2 separate regions of the Zea mays genome follow, and region 1 is linked to region 2. Evidence: chromatin contacts called from public Hi-C data. All regions are on one chromosome and are shown on one strand. Each heading gives the region's core, a stretch centred on a gene start, on an enhancer-like site or on the middle of the called end of the contact. The rest is flanking DNA. Distances are from core to core; before and after follow the strand shown.

What was found. Hi-C and Micro-C count contacts between places; a contact is called where the count stands out from the background.
Region 1: a contact with region 2 is called in a Hi-C map of leaf, with 9 times the contacts expected there. The contact joins the promoter of LOC103648929 here to the enhancer-like site in region 2. A contact is called at or near these places in 8 of 25 Hi-C or Micro-C datasets (ear, endosperm, leaf and 2 more).

What each region holds. Positions count from the first base shown.
Region 1 is chr2:135,404,271-135,408,488 of Zm-B73-REFERENCE-NAM-5.0, forward strand. It overlaps LOC103648929 (probable BOI-related E3 ubiquitin-protein ligase 2), which reads right to left and starts at 2,252. Exons shown (of 2, transcript XM_008673305.2): 1 at 2,103-2,252; 2 at 1,588-2,016. The coding sequence starts at 2,171. The coding sequence ends at 1,588.
Region 2 is chr2:135,358,306-135,362,898 of Zm-B73-REFERENCE-NAM-5.0, forward strand. No RefSeq gene overlaps it. Among protein-coding and RNA genes, the nearest start is that of LOC103648929, 46 kb to the right of the region's middle. Within about 2 kb of position 3,191, at least 7 of the 20 cell types and tissues checked have an H3K27ac peak or open chromatin away from gene starts, as enhancers often do. A contact at or near this core is called in ear, leaf and seedling, where this site is marked.

The DNA of each region.
Region 1 (4,218 bases), core at 1,002-3,501, 45 kb after region 2:
AAATCTAGACGGATAAATCAGCGACATAAACGAAAAATATGGACAACAAAAAAACAAATTAGTGATAAAAAATACGTCCACCATGAAGCTTGAACCCACAACCTTAAGGTTAAAAGTCTTGTACTCTACCAACTGAGCTAGACATACTTTGCTGTTACATATCCGAGCTCGGCGCCATAGATCTTGGCGCCGAGCTCGGTACCACGTTGGCACCACGTCGTTCAGGTTGTGCCAGCGTAGCACGTACCTCGGCGCCATTGGCGATGGCGCCGAGCAGAGGGTCCAAAAATGATATTAAAATTTTTTAAGGTCCAAACATGAATTTTTTTCCGAGGAAGGGCTAAAATATAAAAAATTCGGGCAATGAGACCACCACCAACCACCACCATCCACCGTCCCCATGGCCATGCTCATGCTCATGCTCCGGCTCCGACCAGCTACTAGGTCATTAAATAAGAAGAAACCAAACAGAAGCGGCCCCTCCCTCCCTCCAACCCACGCCGCTCCTCGGTGGCACTTTTATCCCTTGCATTCACATCCCTTCCGCCCCTCGCACCAACCAACCTGCCTACCTACCTACCTACCTACCTAACCACCCAGTGGAACTGGAAGGGCATCTCATCTCACTCGTCACATGCTCCCCACTCCCCCTACTCCGTGTACTACTGCAAGCCAAAGGGTTTTTTTTGAAGAGGAAAGAAAAAAAAACCGGCGCCCAGCTTTTGTGTTTCTGAGCACCGTCCACGTGGTCATGTGGCTGCTGGACACATTCAGGATCGGAGCCTGACTTGTCCATTCACTACTTTCAGCATCTCAGCAAGGCGGGCATCAGCCACGCCGCATGCGTTTTTTTTTGCTTTTGCAAGGCCCTCATCTGCTCTTTCTTCTCCCAAAGAAAGAGCAAAGAACTCCTACCTGCTCTGCTGCTAGGTGATGGAAGACGAACATAAGGCCTCGGGTTAGGGCTGAAAACGAATCGAGCTCGACTCGTCCATTTCACGAGCTAGAGATAGCTCGGGTTGAAGGTGACTCGTCATCCACACCCTCATATATATAATTACATTATATAATAAATTATTAGTATATAAATATGAAATATATAGATATCGTTCATCATTACGAGTAATCTAAATTATGAATTATCACATATATATCATGAAACGTTAAGTAACAAACTGACTATCTATAAAATTATTCAATATCTATCATTATTCTACACTTAAGTAATTTGGCATTCGGGTCGCTACGGCAACGAGCATAAAAGCTCCCGCGGCTCGCTTGAGTCTCAAACTTTTTTTTCTAGCCTTACTTGCGTTGTTCCAATTAACTTGAAGGAAGGAAATCTCTACAACTATTAAGAGCCATTTGTAGACTGCCCCCGCTCCCGTCCCGCAACGGCCTCCCGCACCGCACGGCAGCACGCCGCAAACCCCTGCGCAATAGCTGCCGTCCAGCCCCCGCCCCTGCTCCCCCACGCTGCGCGCGTCCGTGATGCCGGGGATCTGCAACCCCCCATCCCCTAGCCCCCTCCCCGCCCCTGCTCCCCCCACGCTGCGCGCGTCCGTGATGCCGGGGATCCACAACCCCTCATCCTCGTAACAACCTCGGCGTCGTCTGCGAATGCCGTTCAGCAGCTTGGGGAGGAGAGAGAGAGAGTGCGTACAGGAGAGAGTCGCCGGCGACGAGCCCCGACGGGGATGCCACGAAGCAGCAGGACTGCGCGTCCTCCGCCACGCCGCATTCTCCTCCGCCGGCGGGCTGCTGGAGCACCTTGTCGAGCGTGGCGCGGAGGCCAGCGGCGACGGCCTCGTGGCTCCTGGCAACGCCCAGCCACGCCTGGCCCTCCCCGGCCAGCTGCCGGAGCCGCTCCTCCAGATCCGCGCCGCGGCGGCGGGCGCGCTCCAGCTCTGCCTCCGCGGCGCGGAGCCGAGCCTCCGCCGCGCGGCCCACGGCCGCGACCACACCCCGCGCGTGCCGCCGCCGAGCCTCCTGGAGCGTCGCGCGCATCCTGTCCGTCTGCAGCGTACAGTGTGGGAAAAAAAGGATCAGAGACACCGTGTACGTCGACGAACAAAGGATTTACTGTGACGCAACGCACGCACCTCGACCCGCACCAGCGCGTCGACCTCCACGCCCTGGTGGTACAGCTGCGACAGGACGCCACTGGCCATCGGGCGGCTGGTGTTGGGGCTTGACGAGGACGACCGCCATGAGGGCCTATGCTGGACACCCAAGCATGTCTCCAAGGCCTTCCGCGATGGCACCCGAGGTACAGCGGTCCCACTGCTTCCAACTCTCCAATTTCCCTCTCCCCTGACATTGTGGATCCGTCTGTAACTGTCGTCCCCGTGCTTTGTCTCTCTGTGGAAAATGGTGTCTTCCTTCTTACTATCTCGTTCTACACCCTCCACATGCTTGCACGGTGTTTGGGTTGATGTTCATGTCAGTGTTAATATTCTAAGCAATCACGCCTATCTTATAAGATTAGTGACCACAAATATATTCACTTTAAGTTCTTGTTGGTACAGTCTTGCATGTGGTTCCAAAGTGTAGTTTATTACCCATGTTTCTTCCTGTGAAAATAAGGCTATATAATTTGGTCAGCAAAAAAAACAAGGTTAAATATGTTGTTTGCTGGTATTTTTATGTAACCTATATGTTTACATGTTATTTGCAAATACCCCAGCAGAAAGTTATATGCACACTAACTAACTGTGTTGAATGCATAAAGCAGGCGCACAATCACACCTGCCTGGATGGCACTTTGGCTATTCTTTTTCCTTTTTAATAATAGAAAAAACAGGTAAATTATATATGCAAATAACCGTTGGAAAAATCCTTCCTTGTGAGCATTGCTAATAGTTTGTGAAATTCATCTATATGCATGGAAACATCTTGCAGAGCATGCAGGGCTTTATATCCCATTAGACAGAGCACATTAGACGACAGAGTGGTGTCAACTTTGGGCATATCGGGAGCTAGGAGAGCAGGGGCGGCAGGCTTCTGCCATGGTCATTTTTTTTGGTTTTGGCTCCCTCATGTGCAGGGCCGATGCAAGCGAAGGTGATATTGAGGGCCCCTTTGGTAGGACTTATTTTTCAGCTTCGGTTCTGACTCATGCAAAAGTTATGCCAAACACCTCTTTTTCAAATGGCTTCACCAGTGAAGTGCTTTTCCAAAATGAGCTAGAGGGCATGAGCTAAAAAAGTGGCTCACCCGGCTTCAGCTCACGTCATTTTTGCACAATAGCCCTCCCACCAGTCCAAATTATTTTTTTTGGTCCTGCCCTCAATCCCTAGCCACGTACAGGAGAGATAAACTATACAAGGGTCTTTCTGAAAAACAACCTATAAGCCGTTTTGCCAAATAATTTTTCAGAATGGCTTTGGCTCATCTAAAGAAGTGGCTTCACCTCGTGAGCCAGAGCCAAAGTCGTTTTTGGAGAAGCCAGAGCCCTGCCAAAGGGGCCCTGAAACATCTAGAGAGGAGGGGCTCAGCAGTATCTGAGAGAGCTAAAACTATGTAAATTATTTAAGGGGGTGTTTGGTTTATAGGGACTAATTTTTTTGTCCATCAATTTTATTATATTTTAGTCCCTAAAATATTAAATATGGAAAATAAAACTCTATTTTAGTTTAACTATTTAGAAATTTAGTAACTAAAATGAAATAAAATAAAGGGACTAAAAATTAGTGATGGAGTACCGCCAGTGTTAAGCCAGTAAACTGGCGCATGCTGGTCCAGAGTAATTAAGGTAAGAATGTAGGATATGGAGACTGGTAAATACGTAGGGTTGTTTTTAGTTATTACTATACTATTTTGTAATGTAATTAATGTTCGTCGCTACTTCCCAGCAGTGGTGTAGTTGCTCCTGATTTGTTCGCCCATCATGATGTACATGATCATCACTCATGTTCTCTCCTTACATGCTTAGGCTTCTGATCGTTTTGTAGCTGTTGTGATAGAGATCTGACAAGTCTAAGCAGGAAAGTGTGTAGAACTCCCCGCTGTCAAAATGTAATTATTTCTGGTGAAATCTAGAGTTCTGTAGAAATTTTGCATTCCATCAAACAGTCAATACATTACACATGCATTTGTCGATTGTTCTTTTCGTTGGAAGTAGTTTGATCATTCCCATATGTTCATACCTAATGCAATAGTCACTTTCGGATTGATGTGGCATTACACGAACATAGTTCTTATTTTTAACCCATGTTC
Region 2 (4,593 bases), core at 1,941-4,440:
GATTTGAACGCTAGAGGTCATGATGGAGTTAAGCACACACTTCCCAAAATCTCAAGTGCATAGATGCTACACCCGAAAACATCTAGGGATCTCCTAATAAGTGAAAATAGAGAATAAAAAACATAAACTAGAGAGATCATTGGTTGGGCAGTCCTCCCTCCTTATTTATAGAGGATTTTTTCCAGGGCCAAATAGGCCAATTGTCGATATGATGATCTTATAACCATGCTTCTTTCATGAAGTTGCTTCATCTTGATACTCCATGTACCGCCTCTGATTTCCTCCGAAACCGGGTCGCCTATTTTGAGGCCAAACCCACAAAAACCATTGATGGCAGTTTTTGAGGCTCAACCACTAAATCTTCATGGGTATAATACTGCATCCACCTTCCCCATGTCTTGGACACGTGTCCCGCTATTCCTCAACCGCATCGGCAACACGACCTGCTTCTCAATGTCATAACTCTTGATGATGACTACCCCAGGCGTCAGCCACCGCACCTAGTCACTAGACTTCTCCAGTTCCTCAGTCAAGACCTATTGTTCATCCTTCACTGTTCCCAGTCCATTGGCATGAACCTGCACGACATTCATCTTCTTTGTCGACCATTGCATCCGGATTCTACACCTGCGTACCACAAGCCAAGAGAGAAGTTGCACATACTCACGCCTTGTTTAGTCCATATGCATCAATCTAAGACATTATTCCATTGACAATGACTCGTCACAAACCAAACAACAAATGTGCATCACAACCTTGTGTTTTCACACGATCTATTTGTTGGACAAGGGATAGTTGCACTAGAGGCATCACTATTGAAATTTTGTCTCGACTTTAGTGTTGTGTTTGGTGTTTGTTTCTTTTCGGTTGACGTGTGGCGGTTCGCCTTGTAGAGGGAAGTCAGAGTTGTTGTACCAAAGGATGTGTCTCATCAACGATGATATATGACTAACCCTCCTCCTTCGATGTGACAGCCCTCCCAAGTTATCAGGCCCACATGCACCAACCCTTGCCATTAACGGCCTCAGATGGCTGTGCACGTGTACTGGGTAACTTAACAAGGCTATCGAGTTCATCAACTCGAACTCATCATCCCAAGGATCTCCCACATTCATGCATATTACAGTAATCACACTCGATACAAACACACTTCGGAGATAGAGCGGAAGACTTTACAAAACATATTTTACATTTCCAAAGCTCAAGTTTTACAACATAAGAAGAATAGTAATTATTACAAGTCCTGATAGTACCTAAAGTGCATAACTTATTACAATAATTGGAAGGGTGAAGCCTTTCCATAAGATATATACATAAACATTCTAAGCTTCAAGGCCTCCACATGATGTAACTAACCAAAAGATAAGGGAATAAAACTTCTCCTACAAAAACAACAGGGGATAAAACCCTGAGTACGCAATTACTCAGGAAGACTTATCCGACTAAAGAAAAGACTCTCAAGGGTATGGTAGCTGATTGGGAATCAAGGTAAAGTTGATCAATGATCAAAGACTCCTTTTGCAGAAAAGCTTGCTACCAGTTGATCCTTAAGCCAAGTTTTATTTCACTAGTTAGGTTATTACCTGAATCTATATTTGCCTGGTCTAGTTCAAGCACTTGGCCTATACTAGTTGCATTTTATTCATTCTCATATTTCACTTGCTAACTACGAGGATGGTCTCCGGGATGAGTCTCCATAACCAAGGAGCAACGACGATTCAAACCGATTATACCCAGCTACGGATCTCTAACCACACGGCATATGTACCACTTAACCCTTGCATATGTCAACCGTTCTCACGGTGTCCTCCACTACATGAACAGGTCCGCGCCAACCGAGAGCACATTACCCTACCAGGCGTGCTACTATGCCAGGAGGGTACATGCTACTCCCACCATCTCTCTACTCCTAGTGCGCGATTGTCTCTTCACGTATGGAATAGCCGAGTTCAAGCTTACCCTATCCCATACCAGGGTATGTTGCTATTTGCAAAGTCTCAACCACAACAGGCCAGTCAACGGTACGATCCTTAACCGACACAGACGGGCGACCTTGTCTGCTCAACGTCTGGTCTAGATTTATTCAAACCCTTTTCCCATTTTTGGTACCCGGCAGGGATACTCTTTTCGAGTGCCGAGTCCACTCCAGCCATAGAGGATTCATCACCTTAGTTTGTTTTGGTTTTTGAATCAAAAAGCCCATAACCAATGTTCCACACCATTGTTTTTGAAAACAAAGGATTTTTCAGTTTCTAAGCAGGGTTAAGCATTATCAGTTCTTTTTATAAATCAGGGATCAAGGTATAGTATTCAAATTCCAAGGAATGGTAATGCATCAATTGTTCATCACACAACTCCTATCACCTAATGCATCATTTAAGGTGATAAAACATTTAAAACACAAGGAAGGGGCAAATGCACCGAGGCTTGCCTTTGTTGCAGAGAAGAGGTTCTAGATACTTCTAACACGATGATCAGTTAGATGGCCCATCCCTGGATCAATAGCACTGGAGTAGGTTCCTTCTTCACAAGGACCAATTCTCGTTCTTGGTGTTCTACATGAAATGATATGAATATGAATGCTTGCTTAAACTAGAAATATGCAACTTGCAAAGGAGACAACACATATTACTCCTAGACTTAACATGCAAGCTATCATCACAAGCCATAACTACCAGGTAGCTACTTATCCTTAGAACTCATCTAACCATCCAAAACTTGCTAAACAATTTCATTCTTTACTAAGACATCAGGTGCCTTAATTACCCAGGGGTAAAACTCTTTTCCTTTATTGAGCAATAATTAATTTGCTAAGCAAATCTTGTCCTAACAGCTCCAAATTTTTACCAAAGGTTCATATGCTCAACATAAGCTTACATAATTTTTCTCATAACTTTTTAGTGCTGTATTATTGTTACTAAAATTTCAGATAAGCATTTTACGGCACCTTTTATTCCTCTAAAAATATATATTTTCTACAAAAATTCCAAGAATGTTTCTACCAGAGAGTGTTTGATTTTATACACCTAACAAAATTTGTCCTATCATTTTTGCAATTTTCTTCGATTTCTGGCATAATAAACAAGGCATCAGGCATATAACAAAGAAAAACAATACACAAAGCTTGGGCCGGAACTGGCCCAATTGGCCCAGCACCAGAGAAAACTAGCGCCAGGAAGCCCAAAGCTCTACCACGCACGCGCCCGCGTCCTCCTTCGCACGCACCGGCGGTGGCGTCAAACTCCGGCAGCAACACACTGTCCAACAGCATGATAGAGCTCGAAACAAGAAGAGGGAAAGCACCAGTGGCTCACCCCGAAGTGGATTGATCCGTAGCGTGCACGCAACCAGTTCCCAACAAGGCCGGCCACGACGAGGTTGCCCCAAGCGGTAATCACCGACGACGCCACGATGTTCCCGAGGAATTATTGCGGCAGAGATGGAAAGGGAAGCTCGGAGAGTTTCACTGACCCAAGGGGATGATGGAACATGCACACAACAAACAAACAACCCCCCGGAAAGCCCTGGCCACGGCAGGGTGGGGAAACTGGACGGTGTGGTCACAGGCTACAGGAAGACGGCGCGCGATAGACCTGGGCAAACAACTGGGGTGACATGGGAGGATTAACGTAGACGTGGGAACATGAAACACAACAACACACGGTGAGCTGGGTTAGACCCGGGGATAGAGGTAGGGCTTTACTGAACCAAGATTGTGGCAATATGGAGCAGGCAAACAGACGCCGGTCGAGCATGATCAGACCACGCAAGACAAGGGCCCTGAGGTGTCAATGGTTGCATGAGCTTGGCTACGTGGCTTTACTCACCCATCACCACGCTGGTTCAAAGGGACAGCGGGGCAGTGAACCAGGTCCGGCAATGGGTAAGGATTTTATCGGATAACTCTGAATTCCACCCATGTGCAGATATTTTCATTAGTGAAACCCATCAGACACTAGAAGCTCCACAGCCACTCTCTGTAATACTCATCCATAACTCAGTCTTGACAAACCAGTGGAGCACAGCAGGGATACAAAGATCTTTTCAGAGTTAGAAACCAACACTGAATTCATTTGAGTCCAACACTCCAGTGTCCACCTGAACCCCTTCTGTTTACCCCTTTATCTCTCTATTTCCAACAGCAACAAATCGACCAAGGCTAACCAAATATTCTCACAAAGCAAAGTCTACCGTCTTGCTAAAACACACATGTCAAAAGTTTCAGAGCCCCAAAGTTTCCTCTCAATACTCAGATATTTGAAGCCTCATATCTATCCTCTATGCTGAGCACACAGGACAAGCAAGCAAGCTCATGCCGATGTGCAGTTTGAGCACGCCGCTTCCCCTCCCTCCTGTCCAACTAAAACAAATTCACACCACAACACGCCCAGCTAATGGATTGACTTGAAATCCCCTTTCAACTACTAGCCTTTTGCATTTTAAATCACAGCTTCAAATCATAGACAAGGGAAACAAAGCTGCAGCGTGGAAAGCTTTTTTTTTGCTCCCAAAAACTGAACCCAGTTTTCAGTTACTTAAAACTGAATTCAGCACTAATCAACTGAACCCCTACCTTTAACCGCTTTGATCCTC